Linked DNA regions of Mus musculus: region 1 is linked to region 2. The links are chromatin contacts, called in public promoter capture Hi-C maps. All regions are on one chromosome and are shown on one strand. The core of a region is the stretch at or near the end of the contact, and the rest is flanking DNA. Distances in the headings are between cores, read along the strand shown. Region 1 holds the start of Hoxaas3 (Hoxa cluster antisense RNA 3). Region 2 overlaps Gm32479 (a long non-coding RNA gene).

Region 1 (6,828 bases), core at 1,345-3,844, 900 kb after region 2:
TAAAAGTCACTTAACTCCACGTGGGTTGACCTGCCCTCTTAAATTCTACTTAATCCTTGTGAAGATTAAAAGAGACAGAAGTAAGCAAGCTGACAATACTCATAGTCTTTTTTTTTTTTAATTTGTGCCAAAGAGCCCTAGGAATGTATTTGGTTGGATATGATAACATCAGGCCTTTTACCCATCCCCACATCCCAGGGTGTGGCCAATGGATGCTGCAGATGCTCTTTTTCCTAGGTACACCATGAACCTGCCAGCATTTCTATGACTCTTGTTCCTTTTGGTTTGTTTGGGTTTTCTTTCTTTTGCTCTTTATTTCAACCACCCAGAAATTATACAAGCAAAATCACCAGACACAGAACCAAAACAGAACCACAGCTCAACACTGTCTACCCAAACTCGGAGCAGCAAAACAAAGGCTCCATCATTCTTAGCCACAGCAGATCACAAGAACCTACCCCTGTAAATGCTTTATCCTAGTTCCTTCTAAGGAAGTGGACACATCTTCCTGAATACTCAAATACCAATATTCACTTCACCCAAAAGTAACCCCATGCATTCATCAGCTTGCCACTAGTCAGGGAAAGTGGGATTTGTGAGAGAGCTTTGATTTTTTTTTAAGTCCTAGGTTTTTGTTTTCTTTGGATCTCTGAATCTGGGACTTCTGTAGATTTATGTTGAATGAAGGAGACTTCTGCATATTAATACTTGGTATTTCAAATCAACACTTCAAAACATTTCTCTTTAAGCACTTGGTAAAAACCTTTACCAACTAGTAGTACTTGAAGAAAAGTACCTAGCTCCAGAAAAAAAGAAGAGTCCTTAATTTTGTTTTTCTAACCACAGTTGGACATTTTGGCTTAGCTCCTCAGACAGGACTGGGTGGAGTTTATTAGGTCTCTGGTGGGTACCTACCCTGAGAAGACACCAGGACAGGCCAGAAAGTTCCCACTTAAGCTTGGCTTAAGCACATGGGAGGCTGGGGCCCCGATGGAATTGTACCCAGGAAATTTATATTTTACCTAACTTCACTCATTGGTACAATCTTGGAGACTGTTTTGGAAAACATAGATTATGTAAATTTCCTGGGATCAAACAGAAAGAACAAATAACAAAAGAGAAGAGGAAATCTCCTACTGACAAAGGGGTAATTTCTTCCTAAAGTACCCTTTATGATGTGTCAAGAAAAACAACCTAATGGCTCTGGGGACTTTTAAGTTGGGCATTTGAAGACACCTCAATTTCCCTTAAAACTTTAGGCACAGTTTTAGAAGAGAGAATTTGTCTGCAGTTGGAGAGGGTTACATTTCTCTATCTTTAGTGTTATCTAGGGAAGCCCTTAAGCTGCCTTTTGAGGGTCCTGTGCATAGATGTCTTATTCCTACAAAGACCGGGATGGGAAAGGAAAGAAGGGAGGCAGAGACAGGCAAGGCGGAAGAAAAGAAAGCGCTTTAACCCCTTTCAATTACCCTGAGGATTCAAAGACTAAAGTTAAATCCGGCCATAAAGTTTATTGCTTCAGACTCACAGGCTGGTGAGAACACTACCAGTCAAATGAAAAGAACTAACAGGGTTGGGCCTAGCCCGGTGCGGGGACAGCAGAGTACCTCCTAGGTGGGGACCCACTGTCCCCAACATCCTGTGGGTGCAGCCTGCTCCTGCTACACAGCCAAGGCCCCAGTCAGTTTCCACTCTCTCCAGTCGGTCTGAAACTCAGGCCCAAAGGCTGCCCGCCTCAATTCAGTCTTGCCAAATGACCCTGGCCCTGCGAAGACATATTGCCTCAGCCCCACAAGGAATCCCGCCAGTGTCGGCCTCGGTCCTTTCCGGGCCTTTCTTTCAAACTCTCGAGTTCAGTTTACCCCTCTCCTCCAGTGGCCTGCGTCCCTTCAACTCCCAGAGCTCCACGACCCCCAAAGAGCCTGGGCCTGACCAACCTTAGAAAGAAGGCCCGGGGCTGCCAAGTTTTCACAGACAGACCCATTTTCACACACGCGCGCGCGCGCGCACACACACACACACACACACACACACACACACACACAATCATCTTTTTGCACGCCGGCGGGAGCAGCGGAAGTCATTAACATCACGATTGTGCAGCAATTAAAGTTAGGCCTGGGGAAGCCGTTCTCGGCCGGCCACAGGCATTCTTCACCGCGCAGCCTCCACAAGGCTGGCTCTGGCTTTGCTAATTTAGGCAGGCAGAGGGAAAAGTTTGTTCTCCCATTTTGAATACTGAGCCAGACAGAAAGAGAGGACAAGAAACTTTTTAAGAGTGAAAATAAACTCAAGAGGCGAGCTTACCTTAACATGGAGGGAGCCATTTTTCAGAGTTTTGAGAACTTGTGGTTTGGACACTTCTGGACCTAAAATTGACACTTTGAATGACCAGGCAGCACACGTAGCCTGCAAAAGAGTCAAATGGAGTCCAGCGTTAGTGAGATTATATGTTATGTGGTATATAATGTTGGATGTCAACTCCCCAAAACCATAAAACTTACTTTAATGGCCCCACGTGACGTTTTATAGCCAGTGAGGCGATCTGTCTGTGCTATGGATGATTTTACGATCTAATTCATAGACAAAACCCTATTCATTTGGCACCCAAATGTCATATAGCCGGAACTGGGGCTTATAAAGTTTACTGTTTTATAACTTTTAAAAGGAAAGACGGCATCCGTGTAAGCAGCCAGTAAATGTGCAAATCTCTAGTTGGGCTTTAGCTGCTCTGAGGAGTTTCCCAGTGGAGCTAGGATGGGGTAAGTACTTTCCATTTGTAGCAAATTAATTGTAGCAAAAGAAGCCAAGTGGTTCAGTAAGGGTAGAGGGAACTGAGTGCTGGGGTTGGTTAGTGGGCAGAGGGTTTGGGGTCTACAGCCTGGCAGAGAAGCCTCTTCAACAAGGCCTACAATAGCCTTGGATCTATGTGGGCCGGAGTGTGGCTAACAAAGCCCTGGCTTCTCTCTCTTTCTCTTCCTCTCCTTTTTGGTACAAAGTTAACTTGGTTTCCTCAGAGATGGACAAGGTGGACTCAAGCTTTGGAACCTCCTACAGCTTTTCCCACTATGTTCTTCTGGCCTGAGGTTTCTGATGGTTCTGAGTGAGGAAAGCTATGAGTCAAGGTGTTGGTGTGAAGCCACAATGAACAGGCAGGCTGCCCAGGTAGCCGCAGACTCAGCAGCCTACAGTACTATTGGACAGACAGAAAAGCAGAAAGAGCAGCTTGCTATTTGGCATAAATCAGACCAAGAGAACTTACAATAGAAAGTTTATTTTGTTTTGTTTCCAGTCAGTGTTTTTTTTCCTTAAAAACAAATACAAAAAAAAAAAAAAGCTGATCACAGTTTGCTTAAACAGCCAGACTTGGACAATATTTGTAACTTTTTCACAAAAACATACATCACTGAAGCTGCGCTTATAAGAGCCACTTCCAGAGTTCGTGCAAAGGGTCCTACAAAGGCACGCAGGGACACACCGCTTGGAGTCACAGTTTTCGTCACAGAGCCACTAGCCACTACACGTTGAACAAGTTAATTTGTGTCTTATCAAGTCACCTCTACAACAGCATTAATTACACAAGGAATATAGGTAGTTTGAATAAAAATATCTTTAACAGCTTGGAGCTATTGAGACAGGAACACTTCCACGTACATGCACATTAAAGAACTCAAGTGCAACACACAACATTGGCACTAAACGAGGTGGGGGGGCTTTTTGTGTGTGTAGTTTTTTTTTCTCTTTTCTTTTTTTTTTTTTTTTGTTTTAGTTACTTCAAGTAACACAGCTTGCTTCATATAAATAAGTTAAAACATCTATTTTTTTTTCAAGACAAAGCCATTCAGGACAAAGAGATGAACAGAAGCAGATCTACTTATACAGGCGCTATAATGGCAATAAACAGGCTCATGATTAAAAGATGAATTAGGGCAACGAGAACAGGGCTTCTTCACAGAAGGAACACAAGGGGAGTTTCAGAAAGTCACCTTAGTACTGACACTACAGAGAGCTGCCCGGCTACTACTGCTCAGTACTTTGGCCGCTCAGATGCTCAGGGGCGGAAAGCCCCCCCTGCCGCGGCCATACTCATGCTTTTCAGCTTATTATCTTTTTTCCACTTCATCCTCCTGTTTTGGAACCAGATTTTAATTTGTCTCTCGGAGAGGCAAAGGGCATGAGCTATTTCGATCCTTCTTCGGCGGGTCAGGTAGCGGTTGAAGTGGAATTCTTTCTCCAGCTCCAGGGTCTGGTAGCGAGTGTAGGCCGTCCGGGCCCTTTTGCCTTCTGGGCCACCTATATTGTCTGTAACAAAAAAGTCAGCGGTTTAGCCACCAACTCCTCAGCACCTGGTTCCAAAACTCAGCCAGGGTCCTGAGCTGCGGAGAAGGCTCAACAAGTTCTCCTTCCTCACCCACCCTCCCCAAATTTCCTTCTCCCTTCCTTTCTGGCGAGAAAAACAACCGGATTTGGACTCTGGGAACAACCGACCCACCTGAGGCAGGAACTCTGGGTTTAAAGACAGCTTGGCTTTCCCTCGCCCCCTAGTCTGCTCTTTAGCCCTTTACGAGTTGTCCTAAGTGGGGGCACTGCCCTCCCAGTCTGCCCACCGCCCAGAAACGCACTGAAGCACTACTTTTTTTTCTCAGTTCCCAAGTGGCCTCTAGGTCACCCTCAGTTAAAGTTCCAGCCGAGCTAGCCGCCTTCTGTTCCAGTGTACGCTTGGGGCGCCCGATTTCTTTTTCTTCCCTTTCCTTCGCTTTCCCTCTTGCCCTCAAACTTCAGAATCCCGCCTGCCCTCGCCTGGCTTATTCCCCCCAAGCCCCTTTTAGGGGGCTCTAATTAGTAACGCTGTTTCCCCAGCGTAGCCCTTCCCATAAATTATCTCCCCTGACAAGCCCGATTCACGGCCCTTACTGCCATCCCTACCCCTGCATGCCCTACTCCGCTGGCCTGACCCTGAAGAGAGTTCCGAGGCACTGGGGTTCCAGACGGAATTTCTTCCTCTTTCAACATTTAAACTTACTCGGCCACCCCATTTTCCTCCCTCCCCTCTCCCCAGTATCTGTGAATGCAGATCGCTGCTGCAGTAATTGGGAGGAAGTAAAGAGAAAGGCAGGGAAAAGGGAGCCGCAGGGAGAGGCTCTGCGGGCTGGAGAGAGGCGAGACTAGGAGAGAGACGGGAGAGAGGCTGCAGAGAACAGAGAGTGACCAAGACCCGCGCCCCCACGGACGCGTGGATCAGAAAACGGCTGGCTTTACCGTGACTAATGTGCAGCTTGCGCATCCAGGGGTAGATCTGGGGCTGAGCGGGCGGCGCCGGGCTCGGCTCGCTCTGGGCGCCCGCCTGCTCGCTGCTGGCAGGGGCGTCCTCCTCGGCTGCGGACGCCGTGCCAACCCCCTCTCTGCTGCTGATGTGGGTGCTGCCGGCGTTGGCCGAGGCGCCGCTGGAGTTGCCCAGGGAGTTTTTCCCGCCGTGGTGGCTGTCGCTGCCGGGCGAGGGGGCCACCGCTGAGCAGGGCAGCGGGTCGGGCGGTGGCGAGTGCGTGGACGTGGCCGGCTGGCTGTACCTGGGCTCGGCGGGCGCCGCACTGGCCCCAGCCGCGTAGCTGCGGGCGCGCTCGCCGGAGCCAAAGTGGCCGGAACCCGAACGGCCGACGCTGAGATCCATGCCATTGTAGCCGTAGCCGTACCTGCCGGAGTGCATGCTCGCCGAGTCCCTGAATTGTTCGCTCACGGAACTATGATCTCCATAATTATGCAACTGGTAGTCCGGGCCATTTGGATAGCGACCGCAAAATGAGTTTACAAAATAAGAGCTCATTTGTTTTTTGATATGTGTGCTTGATTTGTGGCTCGCGGTCGTTTGTGCGTCTATAGCACCCTTGCACAATTTATGATGAATTATGGAAATGACTGGGACATGTACTCGGTTCCCTCCTACGTAGGCACCCAAATATGGGGTACGACTTCGAATCACGTGCTTTTGTTGTCCAGTCGTAAATCCTGCCTGATGACCTCTAGAGGTAAACTCGTGCACTAATGGGGGAGTTGGGTGGAGGCAAGAGGGGTGGCGCGCGCGCCCTGGGCGCGTCCCCGCCACCCGTTGCCGCCGTTCAGTCGGACTCGAGCGCCACCCGCTGGAGACTGGGCGCATCGCTTCGCTTCCGACCTCGGGCTTCAAGGGCCGGGGTCGAATTGAGGTTACAGCCCATTATGGCAAAATTATTGCATTTCCCTCGCAGTTCCATTAGGATGTACCAATTGTGAGGCCGTCAGCTGCCGATCGCACGCCCGGCGAGGATACAGAGGATTCGGGGGAGGTGGTGACTTAGAATTATTTACAACAACTTTATTTCCCCGGCTTTGTATCCCCTCTTATTTTTGTGTAGAGGTTGGGGTCGGTTTGCCAGCCCGGCCGGCAGCTGTGAATTTTGAAAACACAGATATCACCTTCGAGGAAGGGAAGACGATTTAGCCAATTGAAGAAATAAATCCTGCCCACAGCAGCAGCCACAATTACGGCTCTGTTTTTGTGAACGCATGAAGGACAGTGCCCCTGCCGCTCTTAAACCACAGGCGTCTATTAAAGACAGCTTTTGTGTAGTGTTTCTCCGAGGCGAGGTCAAATTCCATACACTCGTATAACCAGAATCATTTTTTTCCTCCGTGCAAATATGTTTTTCGTGCCATTAGTTTGCTATCTGATTTGTTTATTTATCCAGCCTGGAAGATCTTCATCCCTGGTCCGGTTCCTCTGATCAGCCCGGCCCCAGGTAGCAGGGTTCTTGGTGAACCCAGAGATTGGGCCCTGATACCCAAACGGCCTCC
Region 2 (6,432 bases), core at 3,474-5,973:
GAGAGAGTTCATCCATACACCCATTCATTAGACTCTGAATTGAGTTGGAGCCTTTACTCTGCAAGTACAGTGCTAAGTGCTTCTTGTATGTCATGCACACATGTTGTGGGGTTTTACACCTCTCAAGGTCTCACCATCCAGAAGCATGGCAGAGTCAACACAAGGGAGTCCACACAGAAGAGCACTAGATCAGAGGAGGATGTGAGGCAGAGTGCTTAGAGGAGACACATTTAATCCAACCTTGGTGGAAGAAGGCAAAAACCCTCCCAAGAATAAGATTTCAGGAAAGAGAGAGGAAGGAAAGATTTGTGAGAAGGAGGGAGACATCAGAAAGCATTCTGAGACCTGAACATGGCTCTCCATACCCAGAGCCAAGCATATAGGAAATGAAGCAGAGACTGCTACCATACACTGAACTGCAAGATCTGGACCATATACCCAACACTCTGGGAACTATTGAAGAACATTCCAGAAACCAATGATATAACGAGATGTGGTTGGGATTTTGACAGACAGTTCAAGCCATGGTCTTGGAAGCAGTATAAAGATACTGGCAGAATCGCAATGCTACAGAAGAGGAGAGAAGGGATATGGGCTCACTCATGATTCTCTTGCTAACCACATGGACAGTACCTTTCCTCTATCACAGGAAGAGACAAACTGAAAGAAAGTCAAGAACCCATGAACCAGCCATTGTCCTTTTCCTTGGCTGGCAGAACCTTGATTTTTGTCTACTGTCCTCTGAAGATGGAGGCTAGGTCCCTTCATGTAAAAGTAACTTTTATTCCCCTGACGTAATTATCGTCTCAGAGGTTGACTCTTGAATAAGTTCAATCGCTCTGGTTCTTTCTGAACTCTGGCTGGCTGGTTCAAGTCAGCTGCTCAGGCTCAAATCCCACTCCAACATGACTGCTTCAATCTGGATTCTCAATGAATTGCTCTGCTTGGCCTCAAACTAACTCTGTCAATTTATTCTAATCTTCTGCCTCCTCCTTATTCTCTGGTCAGTTGTCTCCACTGACCTGCACTGAACCTCATGAACTCAACTCCACTCCACTGCGTGCACTGCACTGACCCCCAGCCGACTGAGCAGAACTGACTCCTGAGTGCTGGGCTTAAAGGTGTGAACCACCATGACTGGACCTAAGCTTTTCTGTACCTGGAACTTGCTCTGTATCAGGCTGGCCTTGAACTCGGAGAGAGATCTGTTTGCCTCTGGCTCCTGAGGTTAAAGGCATGTCTGTATTTCACACAGACCTAGAAGCTGTTTGGATGTGATCCCTTGCCAGAGCAGCCATGTTGCTGGATTAAAGTTTCTCTACACCTCCAAATAACAGGGCAGTCTGTTTTGTGGGCTGACAGGTACCACCCAGTGCAGAAGCTACCAGCCCAGCATGGCTATTGCTCACTTGGAATGTGACTATTTGTAACTGAGATGCACTACAAGTACAAATAAGCTCTGGATTGCACAGTATGGGAAAGAAGGACGGTAAAGGCAGCAGCGATGCAGTCTGTTACTTGAATTCAATAAATTGAAATAGTATACTTAAATATTGGGGTCAGTACAATAGCCTAGTAAGACTAATCTCACCTGTGCCATCTTTTTTTGTTTTTTAATAGTTGCTGGAAAGTAATGTATCACACATAATATATAGACCACAAAGTAAAGATCTAATCCAAACATGGACCCCATTCCATCAGCAAGTTTAGATAGGTGTGTGTGTGTGTGTGTGTGTGAGAGAGAGAGAGAGAGAGAGAGAGAGAGACAGAGACAGAGACAGAGACAGAGACAGAGACAGAGACAGAGACAGACAGACAGACAGACAGACAGACAGACAGACAGACACAGAGACAGAGACAGAGAGATGTCCATCTGACCAATGAGAATGGATAATTGGCATCAAGATCCTGGAAGAGTTCCCCTTTCTCTTTAAAGGGAGCATAAGACTAAAAGGCATTCTTTTTTTCTGACATTGATGTCACCAATGGTATCACTACCTGGAGTCATGAAAGCCATTTTGAGACATAGAGAACAGATCTCTAAACTAGGCACAGTGTTCATATCTATAAGCTGTTGGGAGGCAGGCAGAGACAGGAGGAAGTGGGGAGAAAGAAGATGGGGAGAGGGAGAAAACAAGGAGGAAGAGGAGATGAGCTGGAGGGGCAGGAGGAAGAAGCAGAGGGTGGAAAGTCAAGAGAAACTGCTTCTTAAAGAAAACTGAATGCAGCTTTAGTCCCAGTACTTTGGGGCAGAGGCAAGAAGCTTCTGAATTTGAGGCCAACTTGGTCTATATAGCAACAGCCAGGTATACATAGTAAGACCGTGTCTAAAAAAAAAAAAACAATTTAAAAAACCCATAATATTTATCTATGCTAAAATGTTTCGGCATTAAATAGAGACATCCTAAAGCTGAGTTTAGCTGTAGTCTCTAGTCCTGTAGACAAGGTGTTGGCTCATCTTTGACATCAATGTTGAAAGCATAATATTTGCTATTCTACTTCGTTAATACTGAGACATTCCTCTGGAAACAACAAAGCAGAAATAAAACAATATTATTATCATTTTGTGTGAGTACATGATTTAGCCTAAAATGGCTCTGTTCTGTGCCCACGAAAATCTCAGGGGCTGACGCTGATGAGGTAGGGTGTTTGTTTGTTTGTTTGTTTATGAACTCTGCTTTTTCTTTCCAATCTCCAGGAAGGATTTGTCTTAGTTAGAGTTTCTAATGCTGCAATGCAACTCCATGGCCACAAAGCAAGTTGGGAAGGAAAGGATTTATTTGACTTAGACTTCCAGATCATCGTTCACCATTGAAGGAAGTCAGGGCAGGAACTCAAACAGGGCAGGAACCTGGAGGCAGGATCTAATGCAGATCCCAGGTCCCAGAAGAGTGCTGCTTACTGGCTTGCTCCCTCTGGCTTACTCAACATACTCTCTTATAGAACCCAGGACCATCAGCCCAGGGATGGTACCACTCACAATGAGCTAGGCTCTCCCCCATCAATCACCAATCTAGAAAAAGCCCCCACAGGCTTGTCCACAGCCCGAGCCTATGGAGGCATTTTCTTAAGTGAGGTTTCATCCTCTCAGATGACTAATTTGTGTCAAGTTGACACAAAACTATCCACCACAGGATTAGTCCTGGGTCAGGCAGTCATTAGGTGGCTTAGTGATGTAGCAACACGTGCTCAGAGCTCCAGATGTCTGTCAACGGCAGGAAGGACCCATCCATCTGACCCACTGCCGGGGTCTGTCAAACTTGGCTGTGATTGTCTTTGCAAGCAGCTTTGTAGCTTCACAGAGACGGGGTCTTGGTGTGGTAATCACAGACCGCTGAGTCTTTAGAGCCAGTGTTTAAAGTGGTCATGTCAGAAATACTCTCTGACTCTTGACTGTACACCAGTGTGAAGTTTTCTGTGTCCCTGACTTTGACCCACAACCATCTGCTTTCTTATCTGCACTCTCAAGGTCTGAGCAGAATAAGCAGCCAACGTCGGAAGCCAGAAGTACTGAGAACTCTGCTCGGTGCTCAAGCCTGCAGAGAGATGAGCAGGGAGGGAACAAGAAACAGCCAGTGCAGCGCTGGTCCCAGGTCTGTGATCCGGAAGCAGGGTGGAGAGAGCAGGAGAGGTGTGGGGTAGAGCACCAGGCCTGGGACCCTTTTGGTCCAGTCCCTCCTTTTCAGCATAAGGTGACAGGCTGGAGCCACACAGTTCTCTCTCCCTTCATTATTTTCCTGAAGGTATTGCTTTTTCTTTTTCACCTTGACCCTGGACATGGCAAGAATTATGTCTTGATTGGAATAACAACCAAACAACTACTGCAAACTAAATACAGAAGCTTGGTCTTTCCCAGGAGTCTCTCAAGTGTCCCCTGCAATGTTGCTGTCCTCTAGGGAAAACGGGAAGCAGGGCAGATTTGCTCCCTCCCTGCATGGGCACCTACATTGATGACAGAAATACTGAAGTGGAAACACAGCACGTTTAGAAGGCCACCCCAAGGTAGATTTCTTCCTCAACTACTTTCCACCTTACTTTTTGAGACACGGTCTCTCAACGAACCTGGGGCCTACCATGCCAGCTACACTGTTGGCTGTCCAACTCCAGAGATCACCTGTCTCTGCCTCCCCTTTGCTGGGATTGCAGACACATGCTACCATGTTTCAGTTTTTTCCTAGATGCTAGGGATCCAAATTCAGGATCTCATGGTCACACGGTTGGCACTTTCTTGACTGATCAGTCTTCCAAAGCTTCAGTTACCTTCTGAAACCATGCACTAGATAACCAGTGTGGTTATCTCTCGGCACCCATACCATCTGTGTGATTTACAAGTCCCTCCCTAATTTTGAGTGTCACCGCTTGCTCTCCAGCTCTTTACAGCAGCTGCCTGGACTTCTCCAGAGGCTTGGATACCTGACCCCACTCTTGCCCAAGGCCTTCTGTTCCCACCAGTCCCCTTCCAGCTCCTGCTACGGCCATGCTCAGAGCAGCCATGTGTCTGCTCCTTCATTCCTCTCATCATTACTTAACGGATCCGGATGATTCTTTATTTACCCCTTCATTGAGATATTGCAATATTTGCATGTCTTAGGGTATGTACATCATGGTAATTCAACACACCCACAAGTGTAACGATCAAATCAGAGCAGTGGCTGCTTCCAACTTTTCAACCGTTTATTGTCCTTCTTGGGAACTTTAAACTCACCCAGTGATTTTGAAATAGATCACAGACCATTTTGACCGGCAGTTACCCTACCATGCTGAAGAGCTAGCAGCAAAACCTCCCACATTGCTGTTCATCACCAAAAGAAGGCAGGTTAGCAGCAGCAGATACCCCACTAGTCCAGTTTGGTAAAGTTTGGATAGCAAACATGAATCGTCAGCGCTGGCATGACCTAGCAATGACAGCTAGGCCTCAGCCTTAGCTCAAGTCAACCAGAGTTCTCAGATGTGCCTCTCTCAGCAGAGCAAAGATCAATGAAGACTCGAGACCCACAAGCATTGCACAGCTAGCTCTATGAGCAAGCTTAGCTCAGTCCCTGTCACTGTCCATTAAGTCCTATTTATATCCTCTGTGATGGTTTGTGGATGCACTTTTAGAAGGTGCTACTCCTATTGGAGTAGATGTGGCCTTGTTGGAGTAGGTATGTCACTGTGGGAGTGTGCTTTAAGACCCTCATCCTAGCTGCCTGGAAGTCAGTATTCTGCTAGCAGCCTCCAGATGAAGATATAGAACTCTCAGCTCCTCCTGCACCATATCTGCCTGGATGTCACCATGTTCCCGCTTTGATGATACTGGACTGAACCTCTCTGAACCTGTAAGTGAGTGCAATTAAAAGTTGTCCTTATAAGAGTTGCCTTATAAGAGATGTCTGTTCAGAGCAGTAAAATCCTAACTAAGACACCTTCCAAACATCACATATCCTCCATGGCGCTTGCCTCAGCATGTGTCTGTCTCAATTGACATCACTCTGTCTTTCAGCCCGAGTCCAGAGAAGTGGCAAGAAACTGCCGTACACCACCAAAACGTTTTTTGGTGCATTTCTCTCTATGGAGCCCTGACAAGTGCATCTCAACTGTGTAATGTAAGGTGAACCAATACATCCATTTTGTTAGCAAAGAATCTTTCATCATATGTCCTTTCACGTGCTTGCTTTAGCAGAACATCCTCTCTCCTGTGTCTCCTTCAGGGAAACATTCCTTCACAAGTCTGCCTTAGCCTTCTATACCAGTGTCCACTTTAACGAAATGTTCCTTCATGTGTTTGCCCCAGCGAAACACTATCCAACTGACTTTCCAAAGAACCCTTAAGTTTCCACTTCAGAGAGCCACAACAGATAGACACATTTTTGGCTGAATCAGTCTAACCTCTAAACACAGAGAAGGCTGGAAATTGAATGGTTTATACTGTTCAGAGGCTACCCTGGGTCAAGTTTACTCCCAAGAGTCTTCACACTTGGTCTACAGGGAACCCAGAGATTTTGTATCAAATCTCACATTGACAAGCATCTACCCTAAAGCAAAATATGAAATGAATACTCTAGTTTCCTTCTACAGGTCATCAGGACTATCAGTCATCAACAGTGGGTCTTCTTTGGGTTTATACAGACATTTCCAAGAATTATGAAATTATTTCTACATTTTAACTCATTTTCTTCACAGTAACTATCAAGATGGTTGAGGTTTGGGTATTGACACCCTCTTGCTGGTATTTTATGGATTAGAAATGTGCTTGAAAATTTTAGTGATCTACAATATGTTAGAAGCAAAAGCCCACTGTATGGAACTCAATTCAATCCTCCAACTCAGCTAGGAATTAAAGGAGACACGAGGAGAGACACATCGGCCTTATCCATCAACTACAACCAAAACCCACCTTGCCTCATGAATAACTGTTATATATTTCACTTTCATTTATTATTGATGCACAAA

Evidence for each region. Promoter capture Hi-C pulls out the DNA fragments that hold promoters and counts their contacts.
Region 1: a promoter capture Hi-C map of liver shows a contact between it and region 2, with 3 times the contacts expected there. The contact joins the promoter of Hoxaas3 here to the enhancer-like site in region 2. A contact is called at or near these places in 2 of 39 promoter capture datasets (the C10 cell line and liver), 3 of 115 datasets of contacts at active chromatin or transcription factors (bone marrow-derived macrophages, embryonic hindbrain and stem cell-derived neural progenitor cells) and 2 of 9 other capture datasets (embryonic stem cells and macrophages).

Annotation. Positions count from the first base shown.
Region 1 is chr6:52,198,530-52,205,357 of GRCm38.p6, forward strand. Hoxaas3 (Hoxa cluster antisense RNA 3) reads left to right here and starts at 2,595. Exons shown (of 3, transcript NR_015611.2): 1 at 2,595-2,762. Hoxa3 (homeobox A3) reads right to left here. Exons shown (of 5, transcript NM_010452.3): 2 at 2,308-2,409. It overlaps Hoxa5 (homeobox A5), which reads right to left and starts at 6,058. Exons shown (of 2, transcript NM_010453.5): 1 at 5,260-6,058; 2 at 3,225-4,302. The coding sequence starts at 5,821. The coding sequence ends at 4,052. Hoxa6 (homeobox A6) reads right to left here. Exons shown (of 2, transcript NM_010454.3): 2 at 6,329-6,828.
Region 2 is chr6:51,297,723-51,304,154 of GRCm38.p6, forward strand. All of the region lies in intron 1 of Gm32479 (a long non-coding RNA gene), which reads right to left. Among named protein-coding and RNA genes, the nearest start is that of Gm32479, 7.9 kb to the right of the region's middle. Within about 2 kb of position 4,724, at least 7 of the 459 cell types and tissues checked have an H3K27ac peak or open chromatin away from gene starts, as enhancers often do. A contact at or near this core is called in liver, where this site is marked.